Regions from separate parts of the Mustela erminea genome. Here region 2 is linked to region 1. Evidence: chromatin contacts called from public Hi-C data. All regions are on one chromosome and are shown on one strand. The core of a region is the stretch at or near the end of the contact, and the rest is flanking DNA. Distances in the headings are between cores, read along the strand shown.

Region 1 (5,577 bases), core at 398-2,897:
CATGTTCCTCCCTCTCTTTCTCTGGGGGTGGGATGTGTGTGTGGTGGGGAAGGCTGACAACTAAGTTTGTGCTAGGCATTGAGAATGCAGTAGATAGGCCTGGAAGACAGGAAAGCAAATGTCAATGGCAGAGGAACCCAGGGTGTTCAGGGAGCCAGGAGGAACCAGAAGACTCCACAGAAGGACATCTGAACTGATACCTGAAGTTGAGATGTTAAATAAATGAAGGGGATAGTGATATATTACAGGCAGGAGACAGACAGGAGGTGGCTCCAGGGTGAGAGAGTGCACATACGGAAGCCTAGTAGAAAGAGAGCAGAACAGAATGGGGAACCCAAAGATGGTCACCAGAGTTAGGAGTGATGAAAAAGTCTGGGTCAGATCACGCAGTGAGTTATGAGGGAAGAAACGTCCACATCCTGTAGACCGTAGGAACCCCTGGGAGAAATGAATGCAGAGGAAGGACAGAGAATCTATTGGGTCTGGAATCCATGAACCAGTATTTTCACTGTGCCTCAGGATAACCAGCCCTGGCTGGGAACATTGTGTTCTGTTCTTGGGACATTGACAAATGATAAGCTGAAGAGGAGGAACTGGGTACCAATAGTCCCAGAAAGTGATATTCTGGGAACCAAGAGCAAAATCTCTGCTTTCAGATGGCTATTAGAGCCAGCAGGCTGCAACCACAGGGTGGAAAATTTCAGGAAGGCAGATTTCTACCTCCCATCAGAAAACCTTTCCAAGGACCGCAGCTGCTACAGAAGGATGACCCCAGTAACATTCCAGCTGCTGCTCCCCAACTCGTCTCTCAGACTTTATGGACTGCTAATAATTCAACATTCGGTTTCAGATCCGAAAGAAAGGACTGCATTTGCAGGGTGACATTTCCATGGCATCATGCTAGGTGCTGCTCTCTGGGGCATCCCTTGCCAGCAAGGGATAGTGGAGTAGACACAGCTGGGCTTCTGGGAACACAGAGTTTTCAGTCTGGAGCCTCAGAGAAAAATCTAAGAGAGATGAATCCTCAGCTGAGGCTTAAAATTGGGAGAATTTGCAGAAAAAAGCTGGACTGGGCTTCCCAGGCAGAGGGGACGGCTTGAGCAGAGGAGCAGAGGGAGGAAGCAACAAGGATTGGCAGAGGAGCTGCAAGCAGTTTGGGGAGGGGGTGGCCTGCAATAAGGCTGCACAGGAGAGTTCTTGAGCTTTGCCAGTATTAAACGGGTCACAGGAAATAATGTGCTAGAGCAGGAGTGGGATAGAGTAAAACAAACTGAGTACAGAGCTCCACTGTGCTCTGGGAGAGACACGGCCCACGTTTTTGCAGTTAACAATATAAAGCGAGGGTGGAGACCATGGTCTAACCACGGAGGAGACCATCAGATGCCCCGTGACCCACTGTATTCATTTGGCAAGTACCTCTCTGGGCCCACACCTCCCCCTGCCCCATCTTCAATGGGCTCTAAGCGCGTGCAGCGTAAACGACAAGACGAGGTAAGAGTCCGTAGGCGGGGACTCCGGAGGCGTGGCGTAGCTGGGGAAATAGTTTTCTTAGCCGAGTCTTAACCAGTAAGAACTCGGACAAGGGGGCAGGGGCGGGAGGGAGGCAAGAGCTTTGAACACCAGTTACGCATGCGCATCGAAGGCGGTCGGCATCCTGCGCATGCGTGCACGGACCCGGCAGGCTGCCAACTGCGCAGGCGCTCATGGTTGGCGGGACTTTCAGAAGCCGCGGGAGCCTTGGGGTCGCAGATAGCTGTCAGCGCTCCAGGCCGGAGAGGAGCGGCTGCGGTGGTACAGGACGTCGAAGCTCGACCCTTGACCGCGAAGAGTGATTTGCATGCTCGTGTCTCCGGGACGGAGTTTGCGGGCTGGCCCGGCGTCATCCGGAAGTCGCAGACCTCTCCGTGGACGCTGTTTGGCTTATCCCAGTACCGGCTCCTTGGCATCAGACCTCTCCGCCCAGCCCAGACCGGTCGCCGCCCCCAGACAGAGGGGGCCGAGGGATTCAGGGCGTTGCGGCCTCCTCTAGGTGAGAGGAATCCCAAAGGCGGGCTGCGCCTCTCTCTTGGGGCCTGTGCAGAACGGTGTTTGAAGGCTGGGTCACAGGCCTGGGTTCGAATTCCACCTGCGCCCCCGCACCCCGGGATTGGCCCTAGTGGTCCGAGCTTTTGCTCCTCTGAACCTCAGTTCCCCGATCTGTACGGAGAAATAATGATAGTATTTCCAGAGCTGTGGAAAGGATTCTGTGGGATAATGAGATAATGATGCAAATAAAACGCCTGCGTACATATATACACAGATCGTGGCATATAGTAAGCGCTTACCAAGCAGCTTAACAAATGACCTTTCTTGTTATTATCCAAGCTTGAATCTGTAATACAGCCCTGATTGTGGGGATCTAGATCCTTGACCTCCCCACCCTTGTTCTGTAACTTTTCCCGTTCTGTCCCTCCCTATATATTCATTTCTCTTTAATTGGAGTCCCTCCCCCTCAAACGGATTTCTGCTGGGAGGGAGGGGTAAGCCTTGAATATGCAGAGATGCCTCTGTCATGTCCTTCCTTGCTTTCTTCCAGTCAGTTGTCTGTGACAGCCACTAGGAATACAAATACAGTCTGGCTGGGGAGACACACCTAAACACACTTTACAGTGCTAGGAAAACTAAGAGGTGGAACAACCAACTTTGTCTAGAGACGTGGGTGGAAAGCTTCGCATTTAGGCTAGGTTGGGAAGGCTGAATAAGTCTTACAGGCAGGGTGTGTGTAGAGATTCAAGAGTGGTGCAGGGAATGGGGGTGATAGGAAAGAACCGGGATGGGTAGGTTAGGACTAGTTAATGAAAGGTCGAATATACTGGAAGAATCTCTGCTGCTGTCTAAAGAAAGGATTGGAGAGGAGCAGTACTGGATGTTGGAAAACTAGTGGAAAGGCTGTAAGATTATTCTGGGGAGGGGGAGGCAGATGGTGGAAGTTCTGAGATCTGAACTAAACTGAGAACTGGAAGTGGAGAGACTGTTGGAGGTAGGATGGACAGTACTTTGGATGTAGAGATTCTACATAAGAAGGATGATGTGATTTTTCTAGTTTGGAAGACCGTGTAGATCATAATGCCATCTAAGATATGAAGGACTAGTTAAATAATTGGGAAATAAAGGAGGGTGTGTGTTAAGCAAGACATGAGTATTTCTGATGATGACTTCTGTAGAGATTCAGTACAAGAGGTGATGATGGTCTGATAGTCTCTGGAGGAGGTAGATGCAGTGGGACTAGGCTGGGCCTTGTCAGGTAGGTAGTATTTCATGGGGCAGAGATGAGCAGGTTGGAAAGGCTGGACAACACAAAGTCTCTTTTGAGGTAGTAAAGCCCCAGCGAGACTGAGGCTGAAATGTGAGGAACAGATAACCTTGTTTTCCTATTTTCAGGGTTCTTCATCCAGGATGACTACAGTAATTAGATCGGAGACCACAGAAGGTAAGTACTGTAGTAAAATGGAGGCCCTCTGGCCTTGGGTTCAGCTTTCTGAGCTATTCACAAATGCTTTCTTGGCTCCTGGTGGATTTGGAATTCCGTATTCACATGTTTACAGAGATGCTTTCTCACTGTTTCCATGATCTGGGGCATACATTTTCTTTTTCCACCTTTTTGCTCAGATGCATTGTTGTGGTGGGTTTGATTTTGTATTCTGACTTTCTCATAACAAGTTCTAGAAGAGGAACCAGTGACATCTAAGACTCATGATCGTCCACTGGAATCGGATCCCATCCCTACGGAAGTGTGTAGCAAATCACCTGTCTCCCTGGAGATGACTCAAGGCGTTTCAGAGGAAAGAATTCACCTTGGCTGTAGCCCTAAAATGAGGGGAAGTTGTGATCTTGGCCAGGAGGAAGGACTTCAGTCCAGGTCCCTTCATTTGTCGCCCCAAGAACAATCTCCCGATCGTCAAGACAAAAGTCAATCTTGGCGGCGAGCAAGTATGAAGGAAATGAGCCGGCGGAAGTCACTGCCTGCCTTTCATCAGGGCATCACAGGTGGGATGCTGTGTACGTAAGACAGGAGTTCCAGCTCAGATAAGAGGCAGTGAGGTATGGCAGAAAGAATGGAGGATTGACTTGGCTCTGCTACTTGTTTTGTGACTGAGCAAATCACGTCACCCCTTTCAACCTCAGTTTCCTCATCTGTAAGAGAGATCCTGAGTACTAATGTCAAACACCTAGTAAGTGTTCCATATGATTGCTATCCATGTTAGCAGCTGCCTGTTGTAACCTCCACCATGATCAGAAATTCTAGTTTATAACTGTTCAACACTCACCTCTGCTAGGAGGAGAGGCATTAAAGATTTCTTCTTATGGGTTTCTGTTATTTGCTAAAGTGAAACAGAGGTGGGTGGGTTGCTACCTGATTATAGGCTTTATAACTGAAAATATTTCAGAGGGAGGATGCATGTAAAAATATCTTGGTGAAAGCTAAGTTTTTAAACATGCCATATTTGAATGTGATTTGTGTGAATTTACAATAATAATTACATCTCAGTAAGCATTGAAGTACAAGATTGAATGTGGAAAGTCCAGCACATTTCAGGAAGAGCTTACTAGTTGTATAACCTTGAGCAGATTACTTAAGCTCCTTTGCCTTACAGTCCTTATCAGGAAATGGGATGAAATGATACTTATTTTACAGATTTGTGTGAGAATTAAATGAATTGATAGATAACACAGTTCTTGGCTTATAGTAAGTAAATAACAGCAATGTTAAGGTATTGTGGTTATTTTAAAGATATTAGCTCATTTCCAGATGGCCTGATGTCTAGAAGGAAATCTGGCTAAAAATAGCCATTTAGCATATTGCTGCCACAATTGTGCTCATGCACTTCACTCTGTAGGTGTGCCAAGAAAATAGCAGCAGTTTCCTAAGATTACCCCTATCTTTATCTCTATTCTAGGGCTTGTGGACCTAAAATTCTGAATAGCAGAAAATCACTGATGTAATAAAATTGGTTATCTCCTCGTTATGCTTGGCCATTTGCCAGATTTCTTTGGTTATAGGCAGAAGGTATCCTGTTTTTCTGTACTAACAGCAATGAGAAATAATTAGGAGGCAAAAGAACTAGAAACACAGCCAGCTGAAGCTGGAGGACAAAAATACAGTATCTCAAATTTTCTTTGCTATATAATAATTGATGTTTTTAGAGGGACATAATTGAAAAAGAAAAAAAAAAATCAGTATCTACATCTTATAGTCATTTGAGGATTCAGTGGCATAATTATGTAAAATTCCCCACCAATTCAGGGGGACTTACCATGTGACCTTGGACAAATTACCTATCATCCAGCCTTTGTGCCTCAGTGTCCTACTTTGTAAAATGGAATTAATAAGCTACTTGCCTTTGGTTTTAATGAGGTGTGCATAACATTTAATGAAATGCTTTTTTATTTATAGCAGGTATTCAACAAATTGCTATTAATGTTATTATAAGGTCATTACAGAGAAGCAACATGGCTCTTAGTGGGAAAATACACTTTTTTTGGTGGCAGACTTGGGATTGAATTCTGGCTCCACCTATATCTGGCCTCCAGCTTCAG
Region 2 (4,761 bases), core at 520-3,019, 140 kb after region 1:
TGGTTTAAAAGGGAAAAAAAAAAAGGATATATTTCTCTTAAGTGATGACTTTTCGGCCTGTGTGCTAAGTAAAAATTCTAGGAAAATTATTTACTTTTTTTAGAAGCTTCAAAAATGAAATGGCTTGTGATGAAACGGCTGTTTCATCAGTAACTGTGCTACTGGCCACAGAACACTGACCCTCAGAAGAGAGACCTAGGCATACTATCCATAGGCAGAAGGGCTGACTTTTAACCTTCTCAGCACCATCTTCCTGCACAATGAATTTTAAGCAACAAAGAAGAAAGGAATTAGAAACAAAAAGTGCTGAAGGCAGGTGCCAGCGTATCTGATTTTCATACAAGGACGCTGAAGACTCAGGTTTCCGACCTGCCCCAGATTGCAGAAACCAGTCCTTGTACAAGAAGGAAGAAAAAAATGACACAGCAGATCATAAAGGTTTTGCAAGAGCTGGGCAGGGCTGGGGGCAGGACAAGGGGACCTTCAGGAAGTACCTCCCATTCCCCCCAACCCAAGAGCTCCAGGAAGGAGAACCCACTTCAACAGTCCAGAAAAACAAGGGAAAAACTGCAAATATAACATTCTTTTCAGGCCAACTGGAATCAAGCTGTGTTGGTCCCTTCCAGATCATGGGGCAGAGCTGGGGAGTGCCTACACTCAGATCTTCTGAAAGCGTGTGACCAGTGTAAAAATCTTGAAGCCCCAACAGTCTCTCAACACACATTTGGTGGTTTCCCCCTCTCCCTCCCTCTCTCACACACCTCCAAGAGGTGGTTTCAATCTCCCTTCTCGCAGTTATTAAGGCATTTGGTATTTAGAAATTAGAGCAATTGCTCTAATTAAAAGCAATGGCAGCTCACCTTCAGTAAGCCTCATCACGTGCTAAAGGCTTTCCTGCACCACGGTACCCCACTTCAGAGCTGTTCTGAGAACTGAGGGAAACAATGCGTGGAGAGAGCACCTGGCACAAAGTCTTTGGTAGAAAACTGTTACCGTTACTGTTCATACTAACGACCGTATTAAGTAATTAATTCGGAGAAGACAAGTCACTTACTGAAGATCCTACTGGGAGCAAAAGGCGGAGGTCGAATTCAGCTCACTCTCGCCGTTCAGGCACACGCCCTGCCCGCGGGTGGCAACTGCTGTGCCCCCTCCTCGCTGCTTCCCGCGTGACCCAGTCGGTTTCACTCCGCGGTGAGCCCCGAGCCCGGCTGTCAGGCCCGGGCCCGCCAAGTTCGCCCCGACACCTCAGTGCCACCACCACGCCGCCCACTCCCCGCCCCGACCCAACACACGCCAAACACTCCGCCGCGCCTGGACCCGGCAGGGGCAGGCTCGGGCCTGTCCATTCGTCCCCGAGTCCCAACCGGCTCCTCGAACCTGCGCCCTCGCCAGGTCCCACCGCACCTTGTCCTCCCAGGCCGCGTCGCTCCGCAGCACCTTGCTCCAGACAGAGACTTTGAGGGCCCCGTTGGCCAGCTGCGGCTGAGGCGGCTCCTCCTTTCGCCGCCCGCCGCTCATCCTCCCGTCGCGCCGCCCGGGCCGGGCGAGGGGCGCGCGGGTCAGGCCAAAAGGAGTCGGACTCTGGGGTCGCGAATCACGGCGCGCAAGGCGGCGGCGACAGCGATAGCGACAGAATCACTAGTCAGGCTCCGTGGCGCGCTGCGGCTGCCTTCACTCGGCCAATACGCCGGCTCCGCTCCCTGGCTCCGCCGAGACCTGGCGCTGCGGAGGGAGGGGCAACGCAGCGCCGCACGTCCTCCCGCCGACGAACACACGCAGCCAATCGACAGCCGTGCAGCCGTCCGAAGGAAAGTACAGCCGTCACCTCTGCGCAAGCGCTCTACGCGTGACGGAAGTGACGCCAAGCTTCCGCCAGGCGCACGGTATGGTGAGAGGGAAGGGACAATCTAATAGGGGATGGTGACGCGAGCGCGGGGAGGAGCTGTGGCGACTGGAGAACGGCATCTGGATAGAGTCCAAGTTAGACTTGAGCGTCGCCCAGCCCTCCACGGTTTGTCCCCTGCAGCAGCGGGGCAGAACGCTGCCCTGTTTTTCCGCGTCTTTTGGAACCCAACACTGGCTCCCCGGAAGTCCCAAGCATCTCCTTCAGGATTTAGTCCTTGCTCGTTTTCTCCCCTAATTTCGTAGGACCCTCTTCCAGATGTAAACTGTTTCCTGTATTAATTTCGTGTCTCATCTTGGCCCAGCACCCTTTTTTGGCAAATGTGAGACCCGAGACCCAAAAAGCGGAAAAGATTTTCTAAGGCTACATGGCAAGTTGGAACCAGCTGAGAACTCCGGAGGCAGGGGGCGGGGTCGGGGGAATGGAGAAAGGACTTCATTAGCTCTCAGAATATCTGAGTATACAGCTACTGTGTCCTCAGCATGTGCTAGGACAGTGGTTCACAACGTGTGTGTCTGGACCACCGGCAGCCACATCACGTAGGAACTTGACTAGACGTGAAGATTCTCAGATCCCATCCCAGAACCACCAAATCAGAAATTGTTGGGAGTGCGGCCCATAATCAGCATTTTGGTAAGCCCTCCAGGTGGTGCCCTGTGCATTGTACTGTGAATTAAGTTGAGACCAAGGTACTTCTGTGTGGTGGACAAACTAATTTGTCTGGAATCACTCAACAAGTATCTGGGTCTGTCTGACTCCAAAATCTGTACTCCTAACCTTAAACTTTAAGTCGTCATCTTTTTAAAAAATATTTTATCTATTTATTTGAAAGAGAGAGTGAGCGAAAGAGAGAGCATGAGCAGGGGGAGTGGGAGAAGCAGACTCTACTGCTGAACAGGGAGCCTGACGTGGGGCTTGATTCCAGGACCCCAGGATCATGACTTGAGCCAAAAGCAGTCACCCAACCAACTGAGCCACTCAGATGACCCTAAGCTTTTAGTCTTAAAGGGTATTAGTGAGGTCAGAATATCCTTTGTATACCTGTCAACATTGACCTGTAGTTCTCCCCCTAGCTGAGCAACAGAATCTCCTAGGGAGCTTCTTCCACGGTTGGTGTTTCCAACCGCAACTCAATTCCAACATCCTCTTGCAATAGATTGAGTGAAGCAGGACCTTAAAGGTGATATACACAGCAACAGACATTACTCTGTCTGGACCTGATTGGAGGGACATACACCTGACATGAATCCATACCTTGTAGTCCCTCAGCCTTCACATGGATCTTGTTCTTGGCAGCCCTGCCTTTTTTCTGAACCTTGTTCTCTCCCATATACAAAACTGTGGTAAAGCCTAACCAGCTCACTCCAGTTTGGAAGTGTACCATTGGTATAAAACCTCTTTTACAGATTATCTGGGGGGGCATGCAGTGACGGAGACAAACTGATCATTCATTCTTTCATAGAATGTTGGAAGAATACCTAGCCCGAGATCCAAGACAGAATAGGTAAGTTTTCAGTCGGCTGGGCCTGGTAGTAAAAGTTTGTAATGGGGAGTTTGGTGTGGAGGATTAGGAAAGACAGAGCTCTAAAGGAAAAGTAGGAGTTAAGGGGATGCGGGAGGGGAATAGAAGAGAGCATTCCAGAAGGTGAAACCATGTCAGCTACTGGTGGGGAATAAAGACCTTAGTTGGGAAGGAGTGGAAGGGGCATGCTGAAGAATTTTTATCTTTTCCAGTTTCATTGAAAAATAATTGATGGGGTGCCTGGGTGGCTCAGTGGGTTAAAGCCTCTGCCTTCAGCTCAGGTCATGATCTCATCAGGCTCTCTGCTCAGTGGGGAGCCTGCTTCCCCCACTCTCTCTGCCTGCCTCTCTGCCCACTTGTGATCTCTCTCTGTCAAACAAATAAATAAAAAAAAAAAAGAAAAAGAATTGACATATATCACCGTATATAAGTTTCAGGCCTACCTCTTGATGGTTTGATTTACATATATTGTGAAATGATATGGTTCAGCTAATTGGGGGTTCAACTAATTCCGTCTTTTCATATAGATACAAGGAAAAGAGAAGAAGAAAAAAAGATGTTGTGATGAGAAGTCTTAGGATTTATTCTTTTAACAATTTTCCAGTGTATCAGTACAGCATTGTTAGCTGTCGTCCTCATGTTGTACCTTACATCCTTACTATTTATTTATCTCACCTGGAAGTTTGTATCTTTTAACCACCTTCCTCTATTTCCTCCTCCCTCCACCACCCACCTCTGGTAACCACAAGTCTGATCTCTTTTTCTGAGTCTGTTTTTTAAGATTCCACATGTGAGATTGTAAAGTATTTGTCTTTTTCCATCTGACTTATTTTTACTCAGCGTAAACCTCCAAGGTCTATACATACACAAATGGTAGGATTCCTAATTTTTTGTGACTGAATAATATTCCATGGTGTGTATACCCCAACTTCTTTATTCATTCGTTGATGGACACTTAGGTTGTTTCCATGCTTTGGTCATTGTAAATAATGCTGCTATGAACATGCAGATATCTTTTCGAGTTAGTGTTTTTATTTCCTTATTTCTTAGTGTTATATATTCCCAGAAGTGGAATTGCTGGATCATAGAGTGTTTCTATTTTTAATTTTTTGAGGGTCTTCCATTTTGTTTTCCATAGTGGCAGCACCAATTTACATTCCCGCCAGTAGTGCACAAGGGTTCACTTTCTCCAGAACCATAGATGTGAAGCTGGACCTCCCCCCCACCTTGTCTTTTTGGTCATGGCCATGAAGAATTTATTTTTGTCCCAACAGTGGAGGAAGCCACAGAAAGGATTTGAACAGCGACATTTCACTTTTCAGGTTTGCCTCTT

Evidence for each region. Hi-C and Micro-C count contacts between places; a contact is called where the count stands out from the background.
Region 2: a contact with region 1 is called in a Hi-C map of spleen, with 4 times the contacts expected there. The contact joins the promoter of RAB5IF here to the promoter of DSN1 in region 1. A contact is called at or near these places in 2 of 3 Hi-C or Micro-C datasets (fibroblasts and spleen).

Annotation. Positions count from the first base shown.
Region 1 is chr7:21,962,904-21,968,480 of mMusErm1.Pri, forward strand. It overlaps DSN1 (kinetochore-associated protein DSN1 homolog), which reads left to right and starts at 1,648. Exons shown (of 11, transcript XM_032350750.1): 1 at 1,648-2,029; 2 at 3,421-3,469; 3 at 3,700-4,026. The coding sequence starts at 3,436.
Region 2 is chr7:22,100,394-22,105,154 of mMusErm1.Pri, forward strand. It overlaps RAB5IF, which reads right to left and starts at 1,770. Exons shown (of 4, transcript XM_032350778.1): 1 at 1,408-1,770. The coding sequence starts at 1,521. It overlaps LOC116595004 (a long non-coding RNA gene), which reads left to right and starts at 1,850. Exons shown (of 4, transcript XR_004287508.1): 1 at 1,850-2,539; 2 at 3,313-3,410.